2 separate regions of the Mus musculus genome follow, and region 2 is linked to region 1. The links are chromatin contacts, called in public HiChIP or PLAC-seq maps. All regions are on one chromosome and are shown on one strand. The core of a region is the stretch at or near the end of the contact, and the rest is flanking DNA. Distances in the headings are between cores, read along the strand shown. Region 1 overlaps Agpat4 (1-acylglycerol-3-phosphate O-acyltransferase 4 (lysophosphatidic acid acyltransferase, delta)). Region 2 overlaps Airn (antisense Igf2r RNA).

The links. HiChIP or PLAC-seq counts read pairs in DNA pulled down with a chosen protein or histone mark.
Region 2: a contact with region 1 is called in an HNF4G HiChIP or PLAC-seq map of pancreatic cancer cells. The contact joins two enhancer-like sites.

What each region holds. Positions count from the first base shown.
Region 1 is chr17:12,202,298-12,208,780 of GRCm38.p6, reverse strand. The region is part of intron 3 of Agpat4 (1-acylglycerol-3-phosphate O-acyltransferase 4 (lysophosphatidic acid acyltransferase, delta)); the gene reads right to left. Among named protein-coding and RNA genes, the nearest start is that of Gm46605, 59 kb to the left of the region's middle. RefSeq lists an enhancer at 3,034-4,830. Within about 2 kb of position 2,985, at least 151 of the 459 cell types and tissues checked have an H3K27ac peak or open chromatin away from gene starts, as enhancers often do. A contact at or near this core is called in pancreatic cancer cells, where this site is marked.
Region 2 is chr17:12,789,235-12,795,717 of GRCm38.p6, reverse strand. The region is part of intron 1 of Airn (antisense Igf2r RNA); the gene reads right to left. Among named protein-coding and RNA genes, the nearest start is that of Igf2r, 23 kb to the right of the region's middle. RefSeq lists an enhancer at 2,648-6,001. Within about 2 kb of position 3,022, at least 161 of the 459 cell types and tissues checked have an H3K27ac peak or open chromatin away from gene starts, as enhancers often do. A contact at or near this core is called in pancreatic cancer cells, where this site is marked.

The DNA.
Region 1 (6,483 bases), core at 1,736-4,235:
CCTGATAACCAAACCATCTTTGGGGTCATAGTCCACCCTAGTAGCTCACTGCCCTGTGTCCACACTAGACGTCAGACTCCAGGGAACAGGAAGGGACATTCCTGCCTGACCTCACTTTAATCTCTGATGAGAGCAAATGGATCCAAACACAAAACTTCCACGGGCAAATTAAGCTCTTCTTTCTGGAAGTTAAAACTTATTTTTAAGATTCTATACTGGATCTTGCAAAAATTACATATGGAGTGCTCAGGAATTACAGAATGACCCACACTACCACCCACAGAGGTGCTGTTGGGTCTACCAGGGCAGCTACTGGGCTGGGTGGGTGGTCAGTCTCACCCAGCCAATCAATCATAGCTGCATTCTTGGGTGCACTTCCTGTTTGTGGTTCTCCTGTGAGACACAAGTGAGTGTTAGCACTTGGCCTTTGGTAGCTGGTGGAGAAGGCTGCCCTAGTGGGTTGTGAGAATCTAGGGCTTCAACTAGAGGTGACTCAAGAGTCTGTATTCCCGGGGGTTGGGGATTTAGCTCAGTGCAAGCGCAAGGCCCTGGGTTTGCGGTCCTCAGCTCTAGGGAAAAAAAAGAGTCTATTCCCATCACTGTCATACGTCACCAAGAGTCACTTCAAGGTCCCACAGTAAAAGCATTCATTGGCTACAGGGTATACTACACATCTGACAATATGTAATAGTACAGCTACAGCTGCAAACCAGAGCGCAAGGGCCACTCTGATGCCCACGGGTTTCAGTGCAGTTTTATTGGTACAGGGTAAGCATTCACCTGAATGCAGGAGCAATTCAGCTGCTATCATGGGTGAATGGTAGTCATACAGACAATGTGATCCATAGAGCTGAAAATGTTCACTCTCTGGGAGCATGCAGTTGGCTGGCCAACTACAAATCGGATTAGTCAAGCCTTAATTTACAGCCATTAATATAAAATTCACTCCATATAAAATTCTCACCTTACATAAACAGGAAATGGATGGAGGGAGAGAGGGAGGGGCTATGCTAAGAGGCTTTACAAGTTTAACTCATTCTTGACTGACATCCTGGAAATTAATAAGGCAGTAAGATGTAAATATATCTAGGAAAACCTAAAATTAATATAGGGTAACCCATATCCACCATGTGCTGAATTAAGTGTCTACCGTGGCCAGTTTTTAGATCAAAAAGTTCTGGAGATTTTTTTTGGAGGTGAGAAAAGGGGGTGAAAGCTAAGGGTATATGGGGGCATGAGGGTTAAGAAGTTCATTACCATGGGTGCCCCACCCAGCTAGGGAGGCCATCTCTCGGGGAACACAGCCATTCTCTGAGCCAGAATTTAGCATCTTCAACTAAACAGTGCATTGTATGACCAGATGGCAAAACAAAAAACTGCTTTAAATAGCATGGGGCTCCAGGCATCTTAACCCTCAAATTTGGTGGCTTTTAACTCATCTCACTACCAGACTGCAAATGAGACCCCTTCTGGGTCCAGGACAGCAGCCTGCCAAGTGAAAAATGCAAACCAGTGTCAGGTTTGCAGGTTAGGAGCCAGGGCTTTCTGTCCTCTAAACCCAAACCCCCAGGGTCTGGCAGAAACCAGCCCAGGGCTGAGGACACTCAGCAGGTGGCCCCTGCTTAAGGCTGCATTTGTATTAATACTTTACTAGGTTCAAACATAAAACCACTCCTGAAGGCTTATCAGTGGGTCCCTTAGGGTCTAGCCATGGTGGTTATTGCCACTAAATATATAAAAATTAAAGCTGGCAAGATGCCTGGCTCAATGGGGAAAGATGCTTGGTGGCCTGAGACAGAACTCCCCAGACCCACACAGGCAAAGGGGAGAAAAGAATCCTATGAAGAATCGTATGCATTACCCTCTGACCTCCACGTACACACGCGCGTGTGCACACACACACACACACACACATGTACCAAGTCATATGTGTTCGTGTGTGCGCACATATGCACAATAAATACAATTAACAAATTTTAATTAATGAAGTTTAGTGATCAGGAGCTTTTCTTCATTTTGTTCTTAAAGTTTCAAATTAAAACTTTTCACTTAAAAATAAATAAATAAATAAATAAGGTCATTTCAGTGAAACTTTGAAGGGTGAGAAGTTTGTCAAAAGTAAGCAGGTCAAAGAGCTACTCTTCAGCATTCTAGCTTGTTCCTTGCATGCAAACTAGATAGAGACAAGTAGCCAAGACCGAAGTCTGACAGGGGCCTGCCTACCCTGGGGTCAGGCTAGCCTGGTCACACCAGAGGACAAGCAAAGCAACTGCCAGCTCAGCCTCGGTTCCCACCCATGACATGAGAGCTTATCTCCTGGAAACATGAAGCTCAAACTGTCCAGTCCATGCAAAGACTCCCTTTAGGCCCGGCAGGGTTTCAATGCTGGGGACACATAGGTGTGTGGGACTGTCTGTGACAAGAGTCTAGAGGCAAATGGTGGGTAGCACACTGGAGGTTTGATTAGCCCCTTCCCCCAGCACAGACTACACAGCTGCCCTCCTGGGACAGGGAGCTCTGGGATGATGGAGATGAGAGCAGAGCTCAAAATGATGAAGCGGGCATGTCAGTGGGCACCAGGGCACGTCAGTGGGCACCAAAGGGCTGAGACACTCTATGATGTGGTACATCTCTCTTGTGGTGCTGGCCCAGTTCTGGCTTTCCAGGGCCTCACATGCAGGAAAATGCTATGGAGCCTCCTACCAGGAAGTCCTGAGAGTCTCTCTAAACAAAATGAAGCCTGTTCACGATTAGTCACAGCCCTCAGGATGGGGTGGGGGTGGGGGAATGCACAGACCAAACCTTCTAAACAAAAGCGCTCTCTAAGAATTTCTCTCTCTCAGGCTGGAAATAACCACACATCATTTATCAGAAGCCAGCCCAGTACACAAGGTCCTTCCTCACTGAATAAAGTTTCCTCCCACTCAGCCTCTTCCTCCCTGGGGCGAGCCCCAGACGTTTCTAGATTTGACAGGTGTGCAGGGTGCAGTGGGGGAGAGGAGGGGTGTTTCCTGGCCAAGAAGTATGCTGAGAGCAGCAAGGGTATTTGCACTGACTTTTCTCTGAGGTCCTGTGATGCAGCCAGAACAAAACAGATAAAAAGAGTTCCTGCCCTTACCACCCCCATGGCCCTCGCCCCACCCCACCCCACCCTTACTATTCTGAAAGGCTGGCCCAGATACTTCTAGAACCGCCTAAGGCCAGAGTATCTAGGAAGATAAGCAGAAAGTATTGGGGGGAGGGGGGGTAAGGGGTAAGCAAGAGCAGACACACACAGGACACCTTACAGGCAGGAGATAACGGGACACCTTGCTCTGACAGGTGTCCGTGATAAGGCCAACTGAACGATTCTGGAGCAGGTGTGCAGGGCCCGGGGGAGGAACAGATGGGTGTCTGTGAGGGTAGCTAGTGTGGAACATATGTCATTGGCTAGGATGGTTTGCAGAAGGGAGAGGGGTCAGTTCTGCTGTCAGGCAGCCTTGTCTCTGCCTGACTCACTCCTGGCCAGTACAGGCTAACTTAACTGACGTGCCAGGGGAGTTGGTACCATAAAAGAGGCCCTGACGTGTCTGGCTTAGGACTGCAGTTTAGGGCTGGCTCCTCCTGTGTGTGAGCTGCCTGGGACTTTTTTCTACTCAGAATTCTCTTGGTCACCTTTAGGTTCCTTATCTGTGTAACACCAGGTCCATCCCGGGCACCACGCCCCACCCTGCCTGGGTCAGTAAATAAGCCATCAGGGCTTAAAGTAACACATCTGTCTACTCTAGCTGTCACAACAGGGCCTGCCTAAGTCTGCAGAGAGGGTGCCAATTAATCTTGGCTAAGATGTTGTAAGAAATGAATTAGGCCCCAGTTTCAATAGGAGGTGTGTGCTCAGAGCTCTTGGGGGTCAGAAATAAGCAGGAGGTGTTAGGCCTGATTGTGATTCAGACCCCAGACAAACAGTGAGGTGCATAGTTAGCAGACCTGGTGGCAAAGTTCTCCCAGCATCCCTCAGTCCCCTCCCTTGCGTACCATACTGCTCGCCATCCTGAAGTTTCCAGCCCAGGGGCTGGGCTTCTCCTCCGAGGCTCTGCCCTGTACACTGCAGACTTTCTGGTCTCTTGCCTTTCTTCCTTCTCTCCCTCTCTGTGTAAAGGTGCTTTTTTTTCCCCCTCTTCCCCCTCCCCTCTGTCTCCCTTTCCCGTGGTGACTTCCATGGCCTAGTTCCTTGGGAACAGTGAACTTATCCAACAACCCTGCCTTTACATATACTCTAATCTGCCTTCAGTAGGCTCACTTCCCCAGCCTAGAAGAGCTCATCAGGCCCCTCCCCACTAGCTGGTGGCTGGTCTCAGTCTCAGCGCCCTGAGAGCTGGGAAGTTAAGGGCAGATGCTCCATGACTAAGGCCACCATCAAAGAACACGCCAACCTCACACCCCAGGATAATAATCATTTGTTTCAATTTTTTTTTTTTTATTTTTGAGAGAGAAAGAGAGGGAGGGAGGGAGGGAGAAACATAAAGTTGAGCAGGTAGAAAGGTGGGGGAGGGGTTGGGAGAGAGAGAAAAAAACATGAGCAAAATATCATCTGAAAACGAAACTTTTAAGACTTGAAAATTAGCAACAATTCTTTGCTTGGCCTGTTCTTTGCACAGAGAAATGCAACAAATTCTAACCTGTTCTCCTGGCCATGCTTCCTTGCATCACCTAAGGGATAGGATATTTACCAAGAGGAAGAAGAGAAGGTCTCAAACAAAACGCCATGGTATGGTGGGTGGCCCCTAAGATGGTCCCATGACCTAGAAGTAACCCTGGGTGTGGGCTGTGCTCCGAGTTCACCTCTCAGCAAATGGAATCTGAGAGAGAAGTTTCCGTTACACAGGGCTGTGACTTCTGCTTGGGGTGCTCGCTCCCACTCTTCGGCATTGCATACATCCTGGGAGAAGGGGCTTCTGTGTTCGGGGGAAAGCCTCCAGCAGGCCTGTGTGTCCGGGATTGAGGCATAGACAGTAGGCCTGTCACTAAGCTTGGAGGACAGCCAGAAGCGCCAAGCCAACGTTTCAGGAGCCGATCCCTCTGACAGTCACGTGACCACAGACCTGGAGCGCTGTGCTAGAACTCCAGCTAATTGGAGCCCGCCTCCCCAACCATGAGAGAGTCACTAGTCTGTGTGCCTGTGCTTTATCCTGCTCACTTTGGAGACCACATGCTGCTAGAGATGACGAAGACACATGGCTCCATTAAGGATCTGAGGCAGAATCTCCCAGCTAGCCTCAGAGTTAGCCTGCATGGCCGCAGCCTGGGTGGCAGAGGAGTGCTGACAGCAGCCGCAGGGTGGCACATCACTGATGGAGCGCTAGGCCTGGCACTGGCCAGAAACTCCGAAATTTGACCCTGGCACGCTCATGCTTCACTGAGGCAAAAAGACAAGCAAGTAGGACCTGAAGATTTTGGTCCACTGTGCCCCATGGTGACACACTCCCTAGCCATCCCTAGGTCACAGTTGGCCCCAGTAGGAAAAAAATCAGCCTGTGTCTAAGAGCCCTCATGCATGGCCTTTGACTTCTGCCCCTATCCAGCAGTGATAGTTCAGCCTTGCTCCTCCTCCTCCTCCTCCTCCTCTTGCTCCTCCTCCTGCTCCTCTTCCTCTCCCTCCTCCCCACCTCTCCCTCCTCCTCTCCTCTCCCTCCTCTCCTGCTCTCCCTCCTCTCCTGCTCTCCCTCCTCCACTTCTCCCAAAGCCATGAAGTCCATGCAGCAATGGCGCTGGCTGCTTCTCTGGCATTTGGGAGAAAATGGGCAAGTGATTCACCTTCTCTCCCCTCAGTTCCTTTGGGGACACTAGAACAGACACACACACACACACACACTTCATGGTGTGACACTGCCCTGGGTTAAAGTCTGAGGCCTGCTTGCTGAACCTCTTGGTGGAGTCTCCCCAACTCCAAGCTCCAGCCCCCACCCATTACATCCAACCTAGGTTGTTCAAGTTTAAAGGTAATAAAAATGAAAACTCTCTGACTCTAATATTCATTTAGTGAGTCACCATGTAGATCTGAAGTCCTTGGCTGGCAGGAGGGGCCATGTCCTGCTTTGGTTCATCTGTGTTTTACCCAGCGCTCAGAGGTGGAATGCCTTCCCAGGGCTCAAAGTGGTAAGGGAAAACCCTAGGCTGAGGAGACAGTGTCTCTGCTCCATGAAGATCTGGCCCTGTAATGACCTCCAGTCCCAGATCCTTCTCTGGAAGTCAGTCTCTTCTCCAGCTCTGGGTCCCATTCTCTCCCTAGTTCTAGATCTGTGCTCTTCTCATAGGTGTCCTCTGTGACCCAGGGTCACCCATCTGGCCTAAGGTTGTCCCTCAGGCCCTGAGTCCCAACTTTCTACCTCACGTCTCCCTGTGCGTCACATCAATCCCTTTCTCCTGAACGCCTGCTTCCTTCCCCCTGGCTGTGGACTCTGGGTCACAGGCCTCTCCCTGGATTCTGGGCCATGTGCAAGTTTC
Region 2 (6,483 bases), core at 1,773-4,272, 590 kb before region 1:
ACTCGAAAGCTCCAGGTGGGCACATTCCCCTCCCCCAGCAAGATAAATAAATGTATGAGTGGTAAAACACTGATTGACTGAAAGTGAATAAGGGAGACAGGAGGGCGTCTGGGAAAGAGAGTGGGTCTGTTCTGCCTAAGCCAGGCGCTAATCCACAGCAGGGTATTGTTTATCTGTCTTCAGGAATCTGGAAATGTAACTAGGAACATCAGAAAAACCTCTCAGTAGAGCAGAGTCGACTGAGAGGTTGACAGCAAACTGGGGATCTGTGATGGTGTTCAGGAGGCACAAGGGAAAGAGAAGCGCACAGAGGCAAGGACAGACCTCAAAGGATGCAGATGCCTCTGGAACCCTGTAGCTTGAGGTGAACCTGAGATGAGGTTTTTCATCTGGAAGTGTCCTGACAGGGACAGACTGTTTGAGGACACCTTAGCAGTTTTGCCCAGTTATGGTGGCACACACACAGGATCTCAGGAGATAGAGGAAGGGAGATCAGGATTTCAACACTGTTCCCAGCTCCATAGGGAGTTCCCAGGCAGTCTATGTATCTCAAGTCCAGGGCTGAGACTCAAACCCTGGTCTCTTTGAGCACTAGGAAGTCTACCACCTACCTTTTTTTTTCCTTATTTTTTTAAAAGACTTATTTATTTATTATATGTAAGTACACTGTAGCTGTTTTCAGACACACCAGAAGAGAGTGTCAGATCTCGTTATGGATGGTTGTGAGCCACCATGTGGTTGCTGGGATTTGAACTCAGGACCTTATGAAGAACAGTCAGTGCTCTTAACTTCTGAGCTATCTCTCCAGCCCTACACCTCCAGCTCTAAGTGGGTCAGACCTCCTGAGGCATCTCCAGTGGCTGGGGGAGGCCTGGTCTGGAGGCAAAGACCATCAAGCAGCTATCCTGAGGGTGGCCTCGGAGATGGAAAAGAATAGACCGCTGATATTTTTCCTTGCCTGTGCGAACCCCGCGATGCCACATCATATACCCCTACATCCATTGCTTCTGGGCCCCATTGAGACCAGTTCCGCCCGTTTGTACAAGTGATTATTAACTCCACGCCAGCCTCAGGAGTCTTTTCAATATTTTGTGGTCTTGCTTCTGTTTTTCTTCTGCCAAGGACTGCTCACTCCATGGAAATCTTGGTTAACCGTAAGATCTTGCCAGAGAAAGCGAATGCCTTCGGGCGAACACACCCAGGAAAGCTGGTCTCTCTCCTACGTGGCTAGGAGCCTCCAGGAAGAGGGCTCCCTTGTTGTGATTGAATAGTATCGAAGCTGTTTTGTGTCTAGTTGTTAACATGTGTCTGCTTGCTTTCACCTAACATTCCAGCGCTGAGAAAGGCCCAAGTCCCATCAGTCTTGGCAGAATCTGTTCAAGATGCTTTCCTCATTTAGTAGTGAGAAAGGGTTGGGTGGAGGCCAAGGTCACTGGGAGACTCTCCCCTGGTGCTTGAGAGAGCTTCCTGCCAAGATTTCCTATCCCCTTTGGTGGCAGATTTGCTGTGGGAACAACCTCACCATCTGTACGGAGCCTGCAGATAGAAAACACACAGGACATGTGGGCCTCCCTGCCCCAGGCCTGCACGAGCTGTAATCGACACCCCTGTTGCCTGCTCTTGGGAAACAGGAAGTCTGAAGGAGTGCTTGTGGTTCCACTGGGCATTTCAGCAGCTCCGGGACAGAACCACTTAAACAGTCAAATGCAGCTCCCAGGTGCAGAGCAAAGTGGCAATCGGCAATAGCTGCTTGCAGGAACCATTTAGTACATAGCGATTTCAAAAAAAAAAAAAAAAAAAAAATCTTGGGGATGGAGAGATGGCTCAGCAGCTGCGAACACTTGCTGCCTTTGTAGAGGGTGTGCACATTAGCTTCCCAGGACCTATGCAGTGCCTCTCAGTGGCTTGCAACTCCATTTCCAGGAGCTCTGAAGCCCCCTTCTGGCTTCTATGGTCACTGTGCAAAGGTGGTTGGTGCTCATAACCCCCCAGAGGCTCACACACATAGTCAATGAATAGTTATTTTAAAAAAAAAAAACAATAGAACATTGTCTTTCTTTTCCCCCCATGAAACTGTCTATAGGTCTGTTGTGGTGGAACTATTCCACCCTTGCTTGTTGAGGAAATCATTTTTAAGAGGAATGAAGACAGGCCGAACTCATGTAGACCCAACCAGAAGAATGTATTATAAGGATTATGGGTAAAGTTTAATTGGAAGAGTGCTGACCAGGCTTGCATGTACCACATAAACCAGGAATGGTGGTACATGCCTATAATGTCAGCACTTGGGAAGTGGAGACAGGAGGTTAGAGGTTCGAGGTACCTCTTACTACATAGCAAGTTTGAGGCCAGTTCAGGTTACTTGAGACTCTATCAAAAAAAAAAAAAAAAAATCCCAAAGGCAAGATGGTGAACAATATGGAAAAAAAGAGAATTTTCTGCCTGAAGCGATGAACAAAGTCCACGGACTCTCACAATAGCAAGGTATGCCATTCAGGGTTTAGGTTTTTTTTGTTTTGTTTTGGTTTGGTTTTTTTTTTGTTGTTGTTGTTTTGTTTTTGTTTTTATTTTTACTTCAGAAAAATACCAGGATTGAATCAATCCAACGGGGGAAAAGTTTACTTTTGCATCCTGCTTAGGACTGTTCTTCCAAGGTCTTGCTGGGTACCAGGATGACTTATCTGAGCGTCTACACTGTTGTGTGGCAAGCCTGAGACACAGCTGATGGAGATAAGAACTGTAAACGTGTCAAAATGGAGGAAGGGATGAGTGAGCTGGTGGGACGGAAGAAAAGTGGATCAGAAAGAGGATTCCCTTGAGCCACCCCCTCCCCCATTCTGTTGTTAATCTGACATGGGTGAACCTAGGCTAGCATGGCCCCCTCTGTGGGGGACCAAGGCTAGTGACACAGGTCCTGTGCCCTGATCCTGGCTCTCATCCTGCAGTCTCACAGGCTGGATGCCTTGTCACTTTGCCTGTTCAAGGTTCAGCACGTGCCTCTCCAGATGGCCACACCCTGCCCAACCCTTGAACTGTGTTCCAGAGCCAACAGAACTGTGTAAACAAGAGCAGCTGGCAGGCTCCTGCTTCTCATGGTTTCTGCTCTGAGATGAGTTTTCTAAAACGCCTCTGGAGTCCAATAGTCCTGGATGTGACTCCAGACTCCTCCGCTTCCTTATTCTACGTTTTAGGCAAGCGGCTCAAACTTCTTGGCATTGTCGGTGCTAATTGTTGGTCCCTGAAAGGTTTCATCGACTGTCAACCCCCAGGCTACAGATTGCTGATACCATGTAGATTTGGACAAACTGAATTGGAGTTGTGATTTGTAATTCATCCCTGGTTATAGGATGGTTGCAAGCAATACAAGTTATGAAATATTATACTGATTTACTTCCTTTTCAAAATTCCCATCACTGTGTATCTAGGTCATCATGGAAAGAGTAAAACAAAAAAAGAAAAGAAATAGAAAAAAATACTGCTTTTTTTTCCTGCTAAACCTCTTTGGTGGGGCTATGTATTTTGACTTTATACTTAGCATGTATTATTATTATTATTATGAGTTATAGCTCCAGCTAGCCTGGTTCTTGCTATATAGACCAGGCTGGATTTAGACTTGTAGCCATTCTCCTGTCTCAGCCTTGCGAGGGCTCTGGTTATAGTGACCTGGCATACTGGCCTATCTAACTTTTTTGGTTATAGTGATCTGGCATACTGGCCTATCTAACTTTTCTGGTTATAGTGATCTGGCATACTGGCCTGTCTAACTGTTTTAGCTTAATAAACCACCTCAGTCTCTTGGAGTTTGGATTCCATTTGTTCCTTAAGCATTCACATGTCGGGGGTTTAGTCCTTAGCATGGTGACTTTAAGATGTGATGGTATCTACAGGAGGTAGAACCTGGCCTCAGGGGTTGGGGGATGTAGCGCTCAGGAAGGAAGGAATGGATGTGGGGCCCGTGATACCCTGGTTGGGCTCTTGAGAGAGTGTTTTTATAAAGGTACATGCCTGGGCCTGTCTCTCAGGCTTCCTGTCTGGCTAGCTCCGACACACTCTTTCCATGATGTCATCCACAATGGGAGAGAGGGAAAAGAATCTTTGAAAGAGCCAACATTATGCTGGAAGAAATTTGATAGTCAAACTTGGACGTAGTGGCTTGGGCCTGTAATCCCAGCACCCAGGAGGCTGAGGTAAGAGACCAGTGAGCTAGAGGCCAGTGTGTGTGAGAGGAAATGAAAGAGGGAGGGGAAAAAGAAAAGAAGAGGCCCAGAGAGAGAGACTTGTAGTTTTCTCACAGTTTTCTTCCTTTTCTTTCTACTAAGTTATTTCTTATGTAGCTTGGGAATTTCAAGCAAACTGAACCAAGAATTTACAACTGAAAAAAGATACTATGGAAGAGAGATGAAAGGCTTGCATTTCCCTGGAATCCGTGTGCCAGGGGCATGTGCCTGCTGATTATTTCAGTGGCAAGCCTTTTAATTAGCAGGCGACGGTCACATGCTTTCCTAGTGGGTCTCATAACAGCTCTTCCAACGAGGTTTCCACCAGGGATCCCGTTAGCTGAAGTAACAGATGACCCAATTCCAAGTTAATAAAGAGGAGATGGAAGATTTCCTAGCTCAGGTTAAAAAAAAAAAAAAAGTCCAGTGAGATTCCTCTCTCCCAGCCTTGTGATCAAAGTGCCCCAAGGCTGATAGCAGTGTCAGCCCCTACTAATCCTGTCAGCTTCCTGCCCATGCCTGTTGTTAGAGAGAGGTCAACTTCCCATGGCAGCATGAATGCTATCTTCCCAGGAGCTCTGGTAATCATCTCCTTACATCTTTCACACACAGGCTTAAGTGTACCCGGGGGATGGACATGTTTGTTTGGCTTACACTATCAGCTGGAGTGTGACAGACACTGAACAGTCAACCGTAAAGTCTTCCACATTCTTCCATTTGCAGGGGGCTGGGGAGGGGGGCGTCATCTGATCAGGGGCTGGCAAGCTATAGACATGGAACCATATCTGGCTATTTTCAAAAGTGAAGCTTTCTTGGCTCACTGCCACGTACATAGGCTCACACGTTGCCTGAGGCCGTTCTCATGCCACAGGGGCAGAGCTGAGTAGCTGTGCCGGAAAGCCATAGGATCCATACAGCTTAAACAGTTTACGGCCTGACCCTTTGATGAGTTTGCTGACCTCTGCTCTGGATGAAGAAAGCGGAACGGAGATTAAACAACCAGTCCAAAGTCAAAGGGTGGACAGGAAGCAGGGATGGGAGCCCATAAACCCACTGTCCCCAGATCTGCCAGGGGAGTTTCTGTGCCTGAGCTGGCATTTCTGCCATGCCAAAATAGAATGAGGCTGACCTAAGCTTGCATGAGTCAACCTCTGTGACAACTGATCCATTCTTAGAAACAAGTGTTTCAGGGGCTAGAGATTGTTCAGTGGTCAAGAGTGCTTGGGGGCTCCTTGGGAGGGCCTGGGTTTGATTCCCAGTACCCACATGGCAGCTCACAACTGTTTGTAGCTCCAATTCCGGGGGCATCTTCTGGCCTCTTCCAGTCCCAGGCACACTTACATGCAGGCAAAACATCCATACCACCCAAAGGAAAAAAAAAATCATGTGAATATGAAAAGGGGCTCAGTGACTGCCTGCGAGTAGCTGTTGCTCACAAGGTGGTTCACAACATCCAGTTTCAGGGCATCTGATGCCTTCGCCTGAGTTTCTCTGACACCAGGCATGTGCATGCTACGTGGGTAAAGCATGCAAACCCATAAAGTAAATAAGTCTGGAAAAGGGGGAGGCTGAAAGCAGGGCTGGAGAAAATGAAAACCATGTCTATGATGACCCAGAAGCCTCTAGTAACGTTCTATCTCATTTTACACACAGGCTTACATGAGCCTGGTTCTAAAGAGTATGGCTAGAGGAAGTCCATCACTGCTCAGAATAATTGTTTGGGGCATGGTAGATTCAGATACCCAATTTCTGAAAGACACCAGGACCAACGGGCATATTAGAATATTTCAATAACCAGTGGGATAAAATAAAAGTCGTAACAAATAACTTTACCTTGGTATGGTGGCACATGCCTGTATCCTAGTCCTTGGGAGACACAAGTAGGAGGGCAACTCCAAGTTTGAGGCCAGCCTGGTCTACAGAGAGTTCTAGACCATTTTATGGCTACTACATAGTAAGATTCTGACTCGCATATATAAAATGTTCATGCAGACAAAATGTCGATTCATATTTAATTTGATGATATTAAAACAATATATATTTGGTATTGACCACATTTTAAAATAATTCTTTTAAGATGAGCTCTCAGCAGCGCAGGCTGGGTTTGAACTCACTGAATCCCACCTGCTTCTGCCTCCTAAGTGTTGAGATTAGGTGTGACTTCTATTTTCATTTTTTTTAATTTTTACGTGTGTGTGTGTGTGTGTGAGTGTGTACACTTGAGAGCATGCTCATATATACAGAAGTTAGAGGAGATCTAGTGTTT